2 separate regions of the Anser cygnoides genome follow, and region 2 is linked to region 1. Evidence: chromatin contacts called from public Hi-C data. All regions are on one chromosome and are shown on one strand. Each heading gives the region's core, a stretch centred on a gene start, on an enhancer-like site or on the middle of the called end of the contact. The rest is flanking DNA. Distances are from core to core; before and after follow the strand shown. Region 1 has its middle 11 kb from the start of ATP13A3. Region 2 has its middle 13 kb from the start of HES1.

Region 1 (7,938 bases), core at 3,992-6,491:
CTTTAGGTTTGCAGCACTGGAAAAATGTCTTTGAACTAGTGCTGTTTGCATTCCCAGTTTCCGAGACATATTTGTCATAGCAAAATTCCCCTATTGAACTGAAAAAAAAAAAAAAGAAAAAAAAAACTGAATTTGATGACTGTTTTGAGGAGATAACTGACAGTGCATGCACCGCTTGCTTTCATCGTCTGTTCTTTGACATCAGCCGTGGAGAAGCAGAAGCCCTTGCTGCTGCCCTGAGTCAGGCTGAAGGTCCCCGCACACCCACCCACCTCTGATGGGAGGTTGCTCAGAGAAGACACGAGACAGGGGCAGGCACGTGCTGAGGAGATGGAGTGAGCTGAAATTGAGGGCGAGAGGACAGCTCCCATTCCTGCCCATCAGGGAATCAAGCACAAACCCCCCTTCTAGTGCTATGCTAACAGCAATTGTAATGGGGGCAGAGCAAGGAATGTTTGGTATCCATGGCTTATCCAGAGTTTTAACACAGAGCTTAAACCAAGAATATCCCTCTTCTGGCAAATTAAGAGACATCTCGTGACCGCTGCTGTGGCTGGACACAGAATGTGATTTTAACAGTGTGGTCCAAGAGAAATGATTGCCACACTATCCATGAGCAATAGCACCCAGTTTCATAATCCTGGCAAAATTAGCATATAAATATAACCTGAAACAGCACCCTCACTGTACACACAACTCGCTGTTGTTATGATAGCATTCCTACACCATACTGTCAACTTCTACTACTCCCTCCTGAAGCCTCTTCTGGACGGGACTTCACAGCACTGCAGCCCTCCTTTGTGCATTTGTGCAAAGTGGCACTTCAGGGCCCTTCAGGGCCCGGGGCTGTCACAGGTCCTGCTGCTGGCCCAGGTCTCCTGCGGGGACCCGCAGCCCCAAGGAGAAACGCAGCCGTACAAGTGTCACCTCCAGCCTGGAGGCTGCCCATGACCTCACTGCAGCAGAGGGTTTCTTCCCATCCAAGCCCCCACTCTGCTCCTTGCGACACTTGCTGCACAGAGCTGACCTTGCACCAACAGAAGCAGAGTCCTCACTTTCTTACCATCGCTCCTACGTTCTCCTGTGCAGCCCCAAAGCTGGAAGGAGCAGAGGGTAGGAAGCAGGCTAGAGGAAAGCCGATCACTGCCAAAGTGCTCCCATCCCGCCAGTTCCTGGGGGGATTTCTCTGCCTCTTGGTTATGTCAAATTACTGCAGATGCATGGATTTCCTGATTTCCCTTGTAGGTGGAACATTTTCCAGGCCCCACCTCACTTCAATGCCACTGACAGAGGATTTTCTTTTAGCCAGTCTGAGACCACGAAGGCCTGAGGGGTCCGTGTGCACTAGTGTGCTGGTTTGGACCAGGCGCACGTCTTTGAAGCAAGTTGTGTGATCAGCCCGATTAGCTCCGTGCTTTGCTTCACATCAAAGTAGCCGTGGAGCAAAAGAACCAGGTTCCCTTTGGGTGAGCTAAGCCTGCAGCTGCTCTCCGGGATCCTGCCTGATGTGGTGCAAGTGCTAAAGCAGCTCAGCCTCCAGAGCCAGGCTAGGGCCTGTCCAAGATGAAAACCCTCTGGAACATACCTGCGGCCCCTCCTCTGCGCTACAGGCCTGGTCCTGCTGGGCCGCACTGCTTGCTGGTGAAGGCACGGATATCGGCTTGCTGAGGTGCTCCAAGGGGCATCTGTAATCAGACCTATTAACCATAATCAGACCCATTATCAGGTGTGCTGTTTCCACCACTGTCCCTGCTCACCCCACTTCAGAGACAGACACCTTCGCCCCCTCACCACTGCCCGTGCCCGCATAGGACACACCAATGCTGTGTCCTTGCCATGGGTGCCCATGGAGCTGTGACACATGGGGACGAGCTCTCCCCACCACCAGCAGCTCTGTGGGCAAGCCAAACTGTCAAAGGGAAATCTGTGGGCCCAAAAACTGGGCCAGAGACACCGCAGGGCTTGGGCCCTGGCCCAAGGAGGGCATGCTGCAGTTCATTAGGCACAGGCCGAAGCCATGTCTCCAGCACCAAGCTACTCTCTTGAGCCATGCCAGACAGACAGACTGGTTTAATTGTGCCTGCATTCCCCCAAAAATTTCTGAAGAGATTCTGAAGTCATGAGGCAGAAGGAAGATTGGAGGCACGTAACCACGCACCAAGCCGGCAGCCTCTCAGCTGCAGGGCGAGGTATTCTCAGCTCTAGGACACTCGTGATGTTTCCACAGTTTTGCCAGACAGTAAATACACGGTGTCTAAGTAAGGATGAAAGCAAGCCTCTGGCAAGAAGGCAATGTTCTCTCACTGGCAGTAATTAAGCTGAAATTACAAATGGACACAAACTGCTAACATTTTTTGTGGCTTTATGCAGACTAAATTCTCCATCCAACCTTAAATTAAGCTCCGTTAAAGACAGGGCAGGGAGAGGGCTGAGAAGCTTGGCGCAGCAAGGAGGCGATCGGATTGTCACGGCTGCTCTGACTGAAGCAGAGCTGCATTGGGGGAGCCTGGGGCTGCAGTCAGCCCCACACACTGACACGCACGAACCAGCCTCGCAGAAAACAGATCATGTCTGAGGATCACTGTGCCTTTCTGAAATTGTACAATAAAAGTTACCTGCCCACTCCTCGCCCCCTGCTCTCCAAGCCACCCTGCTCAGGCTCACTGCATTACTCCAGGCTTTCCTCAGTAACAGCCAGGCCTGGGGGCTGCAGAGAAGCCAGCAAGGGTAGTCGCTTGCTGTCAGGAGTTAGGGATTCCCATCCCCACCCCAGGACAGCGCCCAGCAGCCCGACAGAAGTGCTCTGGACTCTCCTCCCACACCAGAAGAGGGCCTCTCAGGTGCTCTCCCTCCCAGGGCTCAGCAGGGCAGCAGCTCCAGAGCCTCCACTTCCAAGCAGCTGCTCATCACGCTGAACAAGAAGCTGCTGGATCCTTTCCACCATCCTTTGCCCTCTGGGGTCCTTTCTCTTGAATCTGTAAGGTATTAGCATAAGAAATGACTAATTACTTTTGCAGCTCCACCCTAATGAAGCAAGCTCACCTGCCTCCTCAGGACAGGTCATGCCCCAACAGCCACCTGGCTGCTGGATTGCTCCAGACACCTCCGAGGGCTCTGCAGACAGCGCAGGCTCCAGGGCAGGAGGAGACAAGTGGCTGTGAATAGCAAAGGGGTGAAACAGCTGCTCCCTGTGGCTTTCAACCCCCTGCGCTGGGTGAGCGAGTGGAAGCATGCTCATGGTGGCTGGGAAACTCAAAGGGAGGAATGTGCAATTGCGTGACAGCGCTTCCCACTGCTCACACACATGCAAAGGTGCAGACCCACCTACGTGCCACACTGGGTCCTCCTCCCCCTGAGAAGCAGCGTGCCAGGTGCCGATGGAGACCTCACCCAGTGGGCCGTGCCTGTGGCAAGGACGTTGTTGGCACCCTGGTGTAGCCCTGGACCTGTCCGTGCCAGTGTCCTCATCTGCGCCTCGCTTCCCCAGAGCATCCCCTGCACTCCTCCCAGAGCAGGAGCAGAAAGATGCAGCAGCAGCCCCTCAGGAAAAGCCTTCTCCAAAGCTGTGCCTGCTTGGAGCATTCCCACCCTCACCATTGTTTTGGGAATAGCTGGAAAATGTCAGCAGGGCGCTGGGTGCGGGTGGGGGGTGGGCAGGAAAAAGGAAAAACAGATGATTAGATTTTTTTAAATCAGCCAATAAATTATATTAACTTTTCCATTGACCTTTTGTCGGGTCACATTATCAGACTAGTGAATATGGTTCATGAAGATAGTATTATGCTCAGATTTCAAGCTGTGCAGAAAATGCATCCCAAGCAATACCCCAAAATGGAAACGTCAGCTCTGCCAGAGGGATGTGCCGCTGGGTGCATGGGTTCTGGGTGCTCCCTCCGGGAGCAGGGCAGAACCAACACCCATAAATATCCCACTCCAGTTCCTTGCAGCACCCTCCCTGTTATTATTTAAAAGGCCCAGTTCCCCAGCAGGCTGGGATTTTGTAAGGCCTGATTTTGCCAGTGGTGCCATTTATTGCATTTTCTTTGAGATTGCCTGCGGAGGGACCTGCTTGCAGTATGTGGCTAGGACAGCGGGGGTGAGGGCATGGTTGCAGGCACCAGGCACCTATGTGGGGCAGGCAGGACCGCATCCCCGTGCAGCACGCACCTGCTGCATGACCATGAAGCCGCTCATGCTGTCTCTCCTGTGGCTGTGATGCCTTTCGGGAGGACCAGCTGGGGACATCGGTGTCCCTGCACAGGCACTGTGTCCCCAGTACTGTGCTCAGTGGGGACAGTGTGACTGAGCCTTGGCAGGTGAGGAAATGATGCAGGGCAGGAGCAAAGCGCTCACAAAGCCACAGGGGCAGAGCTTGCCTAGGACCAACATGGGTCACCCTCAGCGGTGTGGCTGGCAGCATGACCCTGCTATCCCCAGGCCAGGGCCATCCTGGCCCCCATGCAGAGCCCCCCTCACCCTCTGCTAGCCCAGTGAAGCCAAAATTAGCCTCCCCTCTGCATGTGCCGGGTAGAAGAGCCACAATTGTATCTCAGGAAGGCATTATTGTACTCCATGAGCCCTATCTTATCAGGGAGAGGAAAATAGGACTTTGACAAATTGCCTCTGCCGTGGCTGGGGTGAGCACATGATTTTCAGGAATCGCCCACCACGGCCACTATTGTTCCCAGCCCCGGCGCTGCGCGGGGCCGTACCGCACGACCCTCCTGCTGGGGAAGGAGCACGCGGGGCCCCGCACATTGTGTCTGCAGCCCGGCACTGTGGCGGGGAGGCGGCTGAGGTTGCATTGATCCCTTTATCGCCAGCCTTGAGTGCTGATAAGGTGACATCACCCGACGGAGCGAGGACTTGACCCCTGTTGCAAGAGGAGATTGTTATCGGCGGGCTCTGGCAGGGCCGCGCTGGCCGGCAGCTGGAAGCAGAGCCACCCCGCGAGCCTTTGACACGATAGGAAGGGCTTGTTTAGCCCTGCACAATGGCTGCTCAGATCCTGCCCAACAACGCTGCAGATCGGCACGGGGCAGCCCCGGAGCACACCAAAGGCACTTGGCTTCTCCTCCGCAGTGGCCCAGGGGACCCAGCCGCTGTCCTGGGATGTTCTGCCTGGCCCCATGGAGTGCCCAGGCCCCAAAGCACCCGCTGGGCCCAGATGGGTGCTGGTCCCAGCCCCAGGCAGCCTGAGAGCAGCCCGTGGGCCCATCACAGACCATCCCTGCAGGGAACAGGGGCTGCTCCTGGTGCCTCTCCACCGCCAGCACTGCTGCTGCAAGGAGTAACCAGGAGGGACCAAAGAGCCTCTCAAGCAGATCCAGACAGAGGCAGAAGACCTGAAAGGCAGCTGTGATGGCTGTGCTTGACACACGCCACCCGGACAGCTCTCACAAGCCCCCAGTGATGTCCCACATGGGATGTCCACCTGCCCCATAGCGCTAACAGCACATGGGCCAGGCTGAGTGTATGCAAACAAATACGTCCTTCAGCCACTCGTGTAACTGTGGCTGCTGCGGGGCTGGCCTGGCAGCAGTGCTGGCGGTGGGCTGGAGCCAGCACAGGCTCAGCAGGCAGGGAGAGCGCCTCTCCCTCCTGAGTGACCGTAGCTGCTGGGGCTCATCCCCATCAGAGGTGCTGGTGCTGCCAGAACCCCTCAAGTACCCCAGCAGAAGTGGGTCTGGAGGGAAAAGCAGCCACAGGGGGCTACAAGGGAGCATGTAGAAAGGGTCACAGGTGACAGCAAACCAGCCACATTGCACTGCCATGCAATACCTACCTGCTGTTGTGTGCTCTGTGCCCTTTTCTGCTCTGCTGCTGGGTTCTGGGTCCCAAGGAAGGATGAAGGGGCAAAATGCCAGGTGCTGCAAGCATCACAGCCACCCAGCCATCATCTCCCCATGAACCTCCCTGTACTGAAAGCACAGCCGAAATCCCTCCGTGTGGCTCATCTTCATCACTCTGCCTGCAGAACACCTGGTGATGGCCATAATCCCACTGTGTTCTGCTCGCTACCCATGGTACTGGCCTGTTGTGCCCCCTGCGGTGCCCCCACCTCCATTCCAAGCTCTCTGGGCAGGGACTCTCCCGGCCAGCACCCAGCTCAGTAGGAAGCAGTTCAGGACATGGGCTGTGCATGAAGAAGAACCACTTCTTGTCCGAGCACTGGCAGGTCCCGCAGGGCAGCGCTGCCTGCAGACATGGCCCACAGCCCCCCTGACAACCCATGAGAGGTGACCTGTCCCTGCCCAGCCAGGCACTACGGCCACCCGAAGGTTGTTTTATAACAATGGGACACAAAAGCAGGCAATGAGGCAGGTTGGGGGGTCCACCTCGTCCTGGCGAGCCTGAGCCAGGCAGTGGCTGGAGCAGGACCTGTGGGGACAAAGCAGAGCCAGCAGCACGGTGACCTCCTGCCACCCGCCCTCCTGTCCTGGTGGCCACAGCCTAGGGACTTCCCGAGCAGAGGTGGCAGCCCTGGCCTGTCTCCTTGAGCTCCCCTCATCACTCATCCGAGTTTCACTGCCCAAAATATCCCACAATGATTTCCGCAGCTAATTTGGGCCGTCTCTGAGTGTTCCTCTGGCCAGTTTCGTATCAGACCTCCCTGTCCCTGTGCTCTGAGGCACGGCACTGGCGCTCGTCCTCGCCTTTCCCCTGCTGCCCTGACGGCACCAGCCCCGTCACATCCCCTTTTTGAGAAAGGCTCCCACTCCGAGGTTCACGCCATCTGCTCACTCCTTGCTCAGACACCACACAACCCCATGTCCTTGCTCCCCATCTCGCAGCTCACACACCTCTGGGTGCTGTGGACAGCCCTGCTCCCTGCTTGGCATGCAGTCCTGTCCCTTACAGCCCCTCTGTGGCCGTGCACAAGCCAAGGACACGGCTGGGACAGTGTGGTGGAGCAGGAGTGAGGCAGCCCAAGTCACCTGCTCCAAAACCAACCACGGGCACCGCTGCCTCCTCTGGAGGCCCCGGCCTCCGCAGACATCCTCCAGGGAACAGCTGTGGTGCCCACCCCGCAGCCTGCCACACGGACTCCTGTTTCACTTGGTGTTATCTTATCGCCATAGGAAAGGCAATACAGCAGAAGAATTTCCTTTCCTTTATGTTTCCAGCCTCTCCATTGTCTAGCGTCTGGATTTCTGAGCCTCGCCACTCAGCAATTCAGCGTGGGCCTTTGGAAACGTGAACGCAAAGGCTCCTTATCAGCACGAGCTCTGCAAAGTCTGCAAAGTCTCCTGCGGCTGCAGACAAACCAGGCAGGGTCTGCCCACCCTGGGGCCCCGTCCTCACCCTGTTAGCAGTTTCCCATCACCCGAGGCAGGCCCCAGCTGTGCCCTACACCTGGGGCCAGCAAAACGGTGTGACACAGAGGAGCAGAGCAGCAGCCACGCAGGTCCCCATGTCCCCAGCCAGGATCCTCCTGTGGCTCCGACCCAGAGAGCTCAGGCTGAGCATCAGCATGCCCACCACCTCCCTGCCTGGCACAACAGGGCACAGCCCGTGGATTTCAAAGACAAGGCTGGGGACAAAGCAGCGCTTGATGTGTCACAGCTACGTCAGCACAGGCTGCGGGGGCCCGGCGATCCCACGCGCTGCAGCTGCGGCTTCACCAGCGCACACGTGTCCAGTGCTGTGAAGACGAACTGGCTGCTTCCTCCCGATCCTGGTGGGGGCTCCCCCATTTCTGCAGCTTCCTCTGCTCTGCACCACACAGGCTTTAAGGCACAAAGTCACCCCAGAGAGAGAAATTTCTTCGGGCTGGCCGAAGGTGCCCGAGCACAGCCCCAAGCTGCTGCTGAGTGGGAGAGGCTGAGGAGCAGGGCTGGGCCAGCTCCAGGGCACAGCCACATCTCCAAAGTCCTGCTGGGAAGGGAAGGAGCCAGCCTCACGTGAGGAGGGCACTGGGGGACCCAGCCACCTCCT
Region 2 (7,938 bases), core at 3,845-6,344, 110 kb before region 1:
TTTTCCTCTGTGTGTCAGATGAAAAACCCCAAATTCTTTCAGCATAGTCCTAGTCCCAAGGCCCCAGAGCTTTCAAAAGCCCGGTGGCAGGCTCAGCCTGGGGTCTGTGTAGGGCATCACAGCCTCTGCTGCTGCCTCTGTGGACCAGGGCATGCACTGCACCGTGCCACCACAATGTGCCACCACAATGTGCCACCACCCAGCGCCACCACCCAGCGCCACCACCCCGTGCCACCACCCCGTGCCACCACCCTGTGCTACCACGCCTGCCCTGCCGGCAGCAGCCCCGGACACGGTGCTGCCGTGGGGCTGGGGCACACGGGGCAGCTCCCTCGGTGCCAGGAATGATTTACACAGTGTGCCCAGCAGCAGAGTCAATTAAGGTCACATTTCTGTGTCGCCAAACAACAGGCAGCTCTGGGTTTGGTCCCGCTGAAAAGAAAACAAAAGCCACCCCTTGAAACGGGGTCTTTGAGGAGGTTCAAAGGAGCGCAAAACAAAGGGCGGGCTTTGTGGTCGCCACTCGTCCTGCGCTGCTTCCAGGGCCCTTCCCGACCAGAGACACTGCTAATGTGGCAAGTGGGAGTTTTTAATTGTCCGGCACAAACAATGCTGGCATATTTAGGCCGGCCTCATTAGAGAGCCATCCAAAATGCTTGAGAAGCATTCCCACCGCTTAGCATAAATAGCAGAAACGCTCTTTCACAAACGGAGCAGGTCCCATCTGCTCCCAGCCCGTCCTCACCTTGACTCCCAAAGGCATCCCTGCCTGCCCACTATGGGGTCAGCGCCGCCGCCCCGTGGATCCCAAATCCCAGCACGGGAACCCGCCTTCCTGCCCCTGGCTCTCAGGATGCTCCGTGCGTGGCCAGAGGTGGGGAGCAGAGGACAGGGGCCACCAGGATTTGCAGCAAGTGGTGCTGGAGCAAATTCCAGCTGGGAATTTGCCCCATCCAGCTGGGAGCCATGCCGAGTGCCCCTGAGGTCCCTGTAGCCAGCAGCTCGGCCACGTGCCCTGGGGACCTCAGGGGCACTCGGCATGGCTCCCAGCCGGATGGGGTGGCTCACAAATGGCCCTGCCGTGCACTGGCTGCAGCCCTGCACACGGGCTGAGATGGATAAAGTGTTGAGGAGCTTAACCAACCATGCTGGACCTGTGCTGGGGATCAGGAGCTGGTTCCCCCCAGCACTGCTGACCCCATTGCTGGTCCCGTCCCGCAGCGAGATGCCGGGGCAAAAGCCCTACGCAGGGCAGCCGGGGCGGTGAGCCTGTTTTCACAGCATGGGTCCTGGCCAAGAGCCTCATCAGCAGGCAGGGATCAAAGCGAGCTGACCGATACCTGATCCTGGAGCTGGAGGGGGGCCGGGGGGCTGCCGGTGCCTCCTGCCCCGCATCTCCCTGCCCGTGCCGCCGGTCCCACGGCCCCGTGCTGCCCTGTACCGCACAGCGGCTTTCGGCTGCCTCTTCCCCCTCTGCCTCCCTCTTCTCGGAGCCAACCAACTCCCCTCGCTCCGCAGTTTATTAAAAACCCGAGGTACCTTGGAAGAGCCGGCACAATGGTGAACTCGATACAGCTGCCTTGTATTAATGGACTACCCCTTTTGATTTTAGAGTGGAACTTTTGGCAGAAAACCAGCCTCAAAAAAGGGAAAATGGCTGTAAAACTCAGCAAAAGGAGGGGGAAAAAACGGCTTTGATCAGAAAGGCTTGAAGATGAACGGCGGTGGTGCCCGGACGGCCTGCTGGAGGCTCGGCTCGGTGCTGCAGAGGGGAGTGGGGGCTGCCCGGGGAGCCGGCGGGGCTCGGGGGCAGCAGAGCCGCAGCAGCGAGAGGTTCAAAGGGCTCCGCACGAGGAGCAGCACCGGAGGATTATTCACTTTCTATATTTTCACTCCTGCAGCACACATGGGAATCTAATTGGCCGGGATGAGAAATACAGCCAGACAGCTTACAAGCAGGCTAGAGAAGACAGAAAAATATTTGCAGCTGCAAGCCATTAAAGGCAAACCCAGCCTCGCTCTTACACTTTAATTACCCTTCTGTATGCTTTCCTCCGCGCACCAGAGCTAACGTCAGTTCAAAAACCTTTCTGATCTTAAAAGGCCAAGCGCGGTGCCTCGCTGCTCCCGGCACCGGGCTGCACGCGCCGGCACGGCCAGGGCTGTGTGCTCGAGCCCCGGCGGCACGTCCCCTGCTGCGGGGCCAAAGCTGCCCCATCGCAGCTCCCGCGGGGCCAGCAGCAGCCCTGGGGCACCCAACGGGGTCACTTGGCTTTTTTTGGTGGGAGACTGGTTTTGTGCCCATCTCCCAGAAGCACCGGTGTGAGCTCTGCTGCTCCAGCTCCTTTGCTGCTCGTTTCCCTTCCTGCCGTCAGCCGGTGACAGCGGCGCTGTTATTGCAGGTGCTGCTAGCTGCTGGCTCTCCTGAAACCCAAGAAGAGCCGTGCTCGGTCTGTGCCACTTCATTTCAATGCTCCGGGAGTTAACTCTGCACCAGGCAGTTTTAATCCAGCTATAAACACAGGAGAGGGGCCACGAGGTTGCTTAATGGGGCAATTTTCATCGATTATTTTGAACCTTTGAATCATCCTCCTTCCAAATGCCCCAACAGGGTTGAGTCTGGGTTAATTTTACAACCGAGCTTAACATTGCTTGGCTGCACCAAAAGGGGCATCACAGGACTCGTGTAAGAACCCTGAAAGTCGTGGAGGCCCTCGGATGGAGGACCTGAAATTCGTATGTGCTGTTTGTGTTATCATTTATGACTCTGAGTCATTAAATCCAGCTGTGTACATGGGACGAGGGGAGAGCTGCCTGGAAAGGCTTTGGCACGGCTCACCGGGGTTTCGGCAGGGAGGTCGCTAGTCCCGAGCTCGGTTTTGGGGTGCTGAGCCCTGTCCCTACAGGCAAGGGAGCTCAGGGGCAGGGTGGGCACAGGGGGACGGCTCTGAGGGAGGCCGTGGGGGGCACGTGGGGGCATTGTGCAGCAGGGCCGTGCACGGGGCCACACGCTGCCCTGCCCCAGGCAGCATCAGGAGGGCGCTGAGCGGGTGCGTGCCCACCAGGGGCCGGGGAGCGGGCGGCCCCGATCCCGCTCACAGCCGGGGAGGCCCCGTGAGGACTAAATAAGGATGCTGGCAGCTCCTGGCCACCCGCCCGCTGCTCGCCCCACAAATCACCCAGATGGAAACCGGGGCGCGATGGACGGCGGTGTGCAGGGCCCCGCAGGCCACGCTCCGTGCCCGTGGCAGCAGCGGGGTCGCTCCCGGCTCTGCCCCCCTCAGACGCTTCCCCGGCCCCCGCTGAGCCCGGGGGGGTGGCGTGGGGAGTGGGGGGGGCGGCAGCTCCAGATTGGAACCACATTGAGGCACATTTGCAACGAATTAGGCCGGGAGCCAGCAGCGCTTGCTTGGCCGTGTGTGCAGCCAATCTTTGGGGATTGTCAGCTCCTCCCAGGTTTCCACAGCGGATGTTCCCCGGCCAGAGCGCAGCTGGGCTCCGGCGAAACCCTCGGCAGCTTAGGAGGAGGGGGGCACGGGTGGGGACCCCCGTGCTCGGTGGGGATGTCCTGGTGGTGCTGGGCCGGGGGGTGCACGGGACGGGGAGCGCCACAGCGGGTGGCACAGCTCCCTGCTGATGAACCCCCCTCGAGATGTGCTTGAAATTGCAGGTGCTGGTGTGAAATCCCGCCTGGGAGGTACCTGAGGAAAGGGCTGACTCCAAAGAGGGGGAGCAGAGCTCCAGCAGGCAGCCCTGCCGGGGGGTGAGGGGATTAAAGCCGCCGTACAGAAAGGCTTTGAGTGTTCTTGTCAAGGACTGACGCTAACAACTCATGTGACAACCTGCCAGGAAAACTTTTCAGATCATAATTCGCATAGCGTTTGTATCGTGTTCCCTTCCTGTTTAAAAAGGCAATATGGAAACCTTGCGAGGGGTTATTTGCTGGTCAGGCTGGTTTGCTGGTTGTGCTCCCGGTCACGCACGTTCCCATAGGAAGTGATGCCACCACGACAGGCACTATCTCTCAGAACAACTCTATCCCCTCTCCAGTTCCATTTTTTCTAATAATTCATTCCCAATTAAATAATAACAGCTAATGATTAGCGCTGGGTGCATATTAAGCCCGTGGCAGAGCAGGAAATTGGGCTGCCTCCCCACAAACCGCAGCACCACCTTCCTGTGTGGCATGTCAAACGGACAGCGGGGGACAGGGAGGGGACACTGCCTTCCCCTGCCCACCCCGGCCCTCACAAACCCATAGTTTTTCACCAATCCAGCCCCCAGTCCCGTGCCCAAAAGGCACACCCTGGGTGCAGCCAGAGCCCCCCACATGTGCACAACCACGGCACGGCGCTCGGCCACGGCTGGATGCCGGGGGCCCCAGCAGCACTGCGGCTCTCTGATAAGGCCATGTCTGCTGTAAAACGACCTTGTGTTTCGTGAGGAGGGATATTTATGAAATGACAGACAGCCGTGCTAATCTCTCGCTGGCAAGCGAGGCTCGTCGTGCTCCCCGGGGAGCGTGCTAGCCACCCAGCGGCCGGCCCCAGCCTTCTGCCCCAGCCAGGGCAGGTGGGCGCTGGGGAGGAGCTGGCAGCCTGCCTCTCCTCTGCTGGGGCTCACCCCCCGGGCAAGAAAATAATGAGCTCGGTGGCGAGCCTGAGCCACAGCGCCAGCACTTGGCACAGCCCCGGGCCCTGATGCCCATGCACGGCCCCGGGCTGCAGCACGGGGGGGGGGCTCCGAGGGAGCCTCGGCTGCCTGGGCAGCCCCAGCTGTGGGGGCCGAGCCACCTCCCTGCGTGCCAGAGCCCCCGGTTCACTCTCACCAGCAGCGCTGCAGCAGCAGCCTCCAAAACACGGCTCCCCCTTGGCTTTTTATCACCCGCGCAGCGCTGGCGAGGGGAGGGAGGCCACCGCCGGGGAACATCTGGGCTCCATTGCTCATTGTCTGGCAATTAATGTCAGCGCTGAAGACAGAAGGGACGTCAGATATTAAATAAACACAACCGCACTCTGCAGACCAAAACAGTCCCGCCGGGGGGGAGCACACATGCGCACGCACAGGCGTGCCGCTGCGGCACAGCACGGCCAGGGCGCAGGAAGCGGGCTGCTCGCCGCACACGTGTGTGCATGGCCACGCACGCTTGCAGGCTCCCACACGGCTCGGGTTTCACCTCGGTTAAGACAGGCAGGGAAAAAAAAAAACTTTTTTTTTTTTTTTTTTTTTCCAGCAGGCAAATTACAGCTGCAAGTGCGGAGACCTCCTGAAGCTCTACCCACAGCGCGCTGCCTGAGGGGGTTCTGTACATCCAGCAAGCAAAGCAGCAGGGATGGAGGGTCCCACCCTTCCACCCTCCCATCCCCAGGGCTGATTAAAAGCCATCTTCTCTCCCCCGGGGCTGATTAAAAGCTGACTTCTCTCCCCTGGAGCCTTCCCTCCTGCTCCCACCTCCCTTTCCCCACCCAGGGGGTTCCAGGACCAGAGGCAGAGCGGAGCATGAGAGCGGCTGGGCCCCCGGGGATGCTGTCTCAGGACTAAGCCCCACGGCCGGGTCAGCCCTTCCCCACTGGCAGCCTCACACCCAGCCGAGGATGTGCAGATTTGCTGCCAGCTCCATCCCAGCCCAAGCTCGTGGGCGGTGAGGAAGAGGAGCGCCGCAGCGGGGCCTCATGCGGTGCACCCCGTGTCCGGCTCCTCCTGCACACCGAGAGGGCTTAGGGCTGATTTAGCCTCCGGAAGCTTTTGTTCCCTTGCAGAAGCACAGTCTCTCTCTCTCTCTCTCCCTTGTCCTTAGCCCCTTTTAATATTAAGGTCAATAGGTTGATGATTAAGCAGGAAAAGGGCATGAAGAATCAGCCAAATTAAATCTTGTGTGCAAACAGGTGGGTGTGAAATTTCAATCAATGGCTGGTGTTAGCGGGGACCCCTGGGATCCCGATTTCCCAGGGGAAGGCTGGGCAGCCCAAGGGGGATTTGGTACAAAAACTCCAGACGTGGGAGAATAGAAAAAAGTCTTCTCAAAAACCAATATTGACAAGGTCCCTGTGTTTGCACCCCGGCTTTCCCCGGGAGCACAAAGGGAGGTGATTGTCCCGGGCGCGGTGGGGAGGGGACGCGGGGAACTCAAAGGTGAGCGGCCCCCCTGGCCCCCCAGCCCCAGCCCCTCTGCTTAATCCCCTGCTCGCCAGAGCTTTGAAGTCACCAGAGGTCGAATATGGGATGTAAATCACGTTAGCCGCGCTGCGTGATCACAACGCCATGCCAGACAATGCCGTGTCCCCACGGTGCCCATGCACCCTGACGAGTCGGGACACACCGGGACACACCGGGACACACTGGGACACGCGGGGCACACCAGTTCAGCCCCCCCCCAGCAGGCACTCGGCATGGTGCATGGAGTGCAGGCACGCGAGCAGGGACAGGGAGCAGCCACAGCGGGGCTGCCGATAGCGGGTGGCTTGTCCCTGGGACTCATTAGCAAGGGCTGCAGGCGCAGAGCTGTGTACAACACGAGCTGTTTGCTGTGGCGTGGGGTACTGGGGCCATCCCGCAGCGCTGCACATCTTGTAAGCATTAGCGTCACGTAAGAGCAGCCTGCACAGAAGGATGTGGGGTTTATGGGGCTGTAAAGCGCGCCGTCCCCGTTACAACAACGATGCTGCCGTGCAGAAAGGCGCCCTTCGCGCACGGGGCTCGGGAGCCAGGTGTGCCGGGAGGGAACACGGGGGGCTTGGAGGCTCTGCTGTCGCTCTGAGGATAACAGAGGGAGAAAAAACAGGCACAGGACAAAGCAGGAGGAAGCACCCAGGAGGTGCTGGCGGTACCTGCAGGGCTGGGGGACCTTTTAGCCAGTTGGGTGAGTGAGCACGAGGCTGCCGGCATCTGCCCTCTGTCCCACACGGCTTCGGTGGCCTCTGCTCCGCCCTGCCAGGGAAGCAGCCTCCAGGAGAACTGGTGGCAGACCCAAACAATCAACCTATTTCCTTTCTTCTAGCCACCACAAATGCACTATTTTTGGTGGGCTTTTTAAGCATCTTTTTTCACCTTTCCACACAAAAGCTATGGCTGGTAGTTCGAGACCCGCACGGGAGCTGCTCGGCCCTGGTGTTACGGCGTGCCCCGCCAGCCGGTCTCCAAAGCCCCCGCGGGCAGGCAGGAAATATCTGCTCCCAAAGCTTTTCTCCTTCTGCTTAACTGGGAGGCAGCGTGTGGGTTGTTGTTGTTTTGGTCTGGTTTTTAAACAACAACCAAAAAAATGTTGTTGCTGTGGAAAATATCTGCTCTCCATGGAAAATGCCTCGTCCTCACTGTACACGTTGTGGGCTGTACCAGAAAACATCTGATGTGCTTCCAAAACAACTGGGGCATTTATTTTCCTATTAGAGTGGAATTTTTTTGTTGGAAAACACAGTTTTACCTAGTTTGCACTGACACTTTCCGCCAAGCAAACTGTCCCCAGAGCACCCTCCACCCCCCGGAGGTGATATCGTGTGGCCTTACTCATCCCAGCGTGCAGGAAACACGGCTGGCTGCCCTCTTGGGGTGAGAAGACGGAGGAAAAGATGTTGTTTTAGGCCATACATGGTGCGAGGAACAAGCGTTGAGCAATGAAACGCACCCACCGGCCTGCCAGTATGAGCCGGGGTCGGGCTGACCTCGGACGGTTTTGGAAATGCCCTTTTCAGCCCTAGCACGTGAGCCACCCGGTGCTGTACCTCTGCTCCTTGTCCCAGAGCAGAGGAAGGTCTGGCAGGTAACTGTGCTGTGGAGTAGAAATGTTTAACTATCAGATCTGGAAAGCTGAACTGATTGTGTCCCTGTGTTGCCAGCATTTCACAATGTAAGGTATCAACGGGGCAGGTGATAAATATCTAACGTATTTATATCAGCTACTACAGCTGTCGAGTATCAACATAAATCAAAAGCTTAGAAACT

The links. Hi-C and Micro-C count contacts between places; a contact is called where the count stands out from the background.
Region 2: a Hi-C map of liver shows a contact between it and region 1, with 6 times the contacts expected there. The contact joins two enhancer-like sites. A contact is called at or near these places in 3 of 7 Hi-C or Micro-C datasets (granulosa cells and liver).

The regions. Positions count from the first base shown.
Region 1 is chr9:14,168,689-14,176,626 of Taihu_goose_T2T_genome, reverse strand. No RefSeq gene overlaps it. Among named protein-coding and RNA genes, the nearest start is that of ATP13A3, 11 kb to the left of the region's middle. Within about 2 kb of position 5,241, at least 1 of the 3 cell types and tissues checked has open chromatin away from gene starts, as enhancers often do. A contact at or near this core is called in liver, where this site is marked.
Region 2 is chr9:14,275,302-14,283,239 of Taihu_goose_T2T_genome, reverse strand. No RefSeq gene overlaps it. Among named protein-coding and RNA genes, the nearest start is that of HES1, 13 kb to the left of the region's middle. Within about 2 kb of position 5,094, at least 2 of the 3 cell types and tissues checked have open chromatin away from gene starts, as enhancers often do. A contact at or near this core is called in liver, where this site is marked.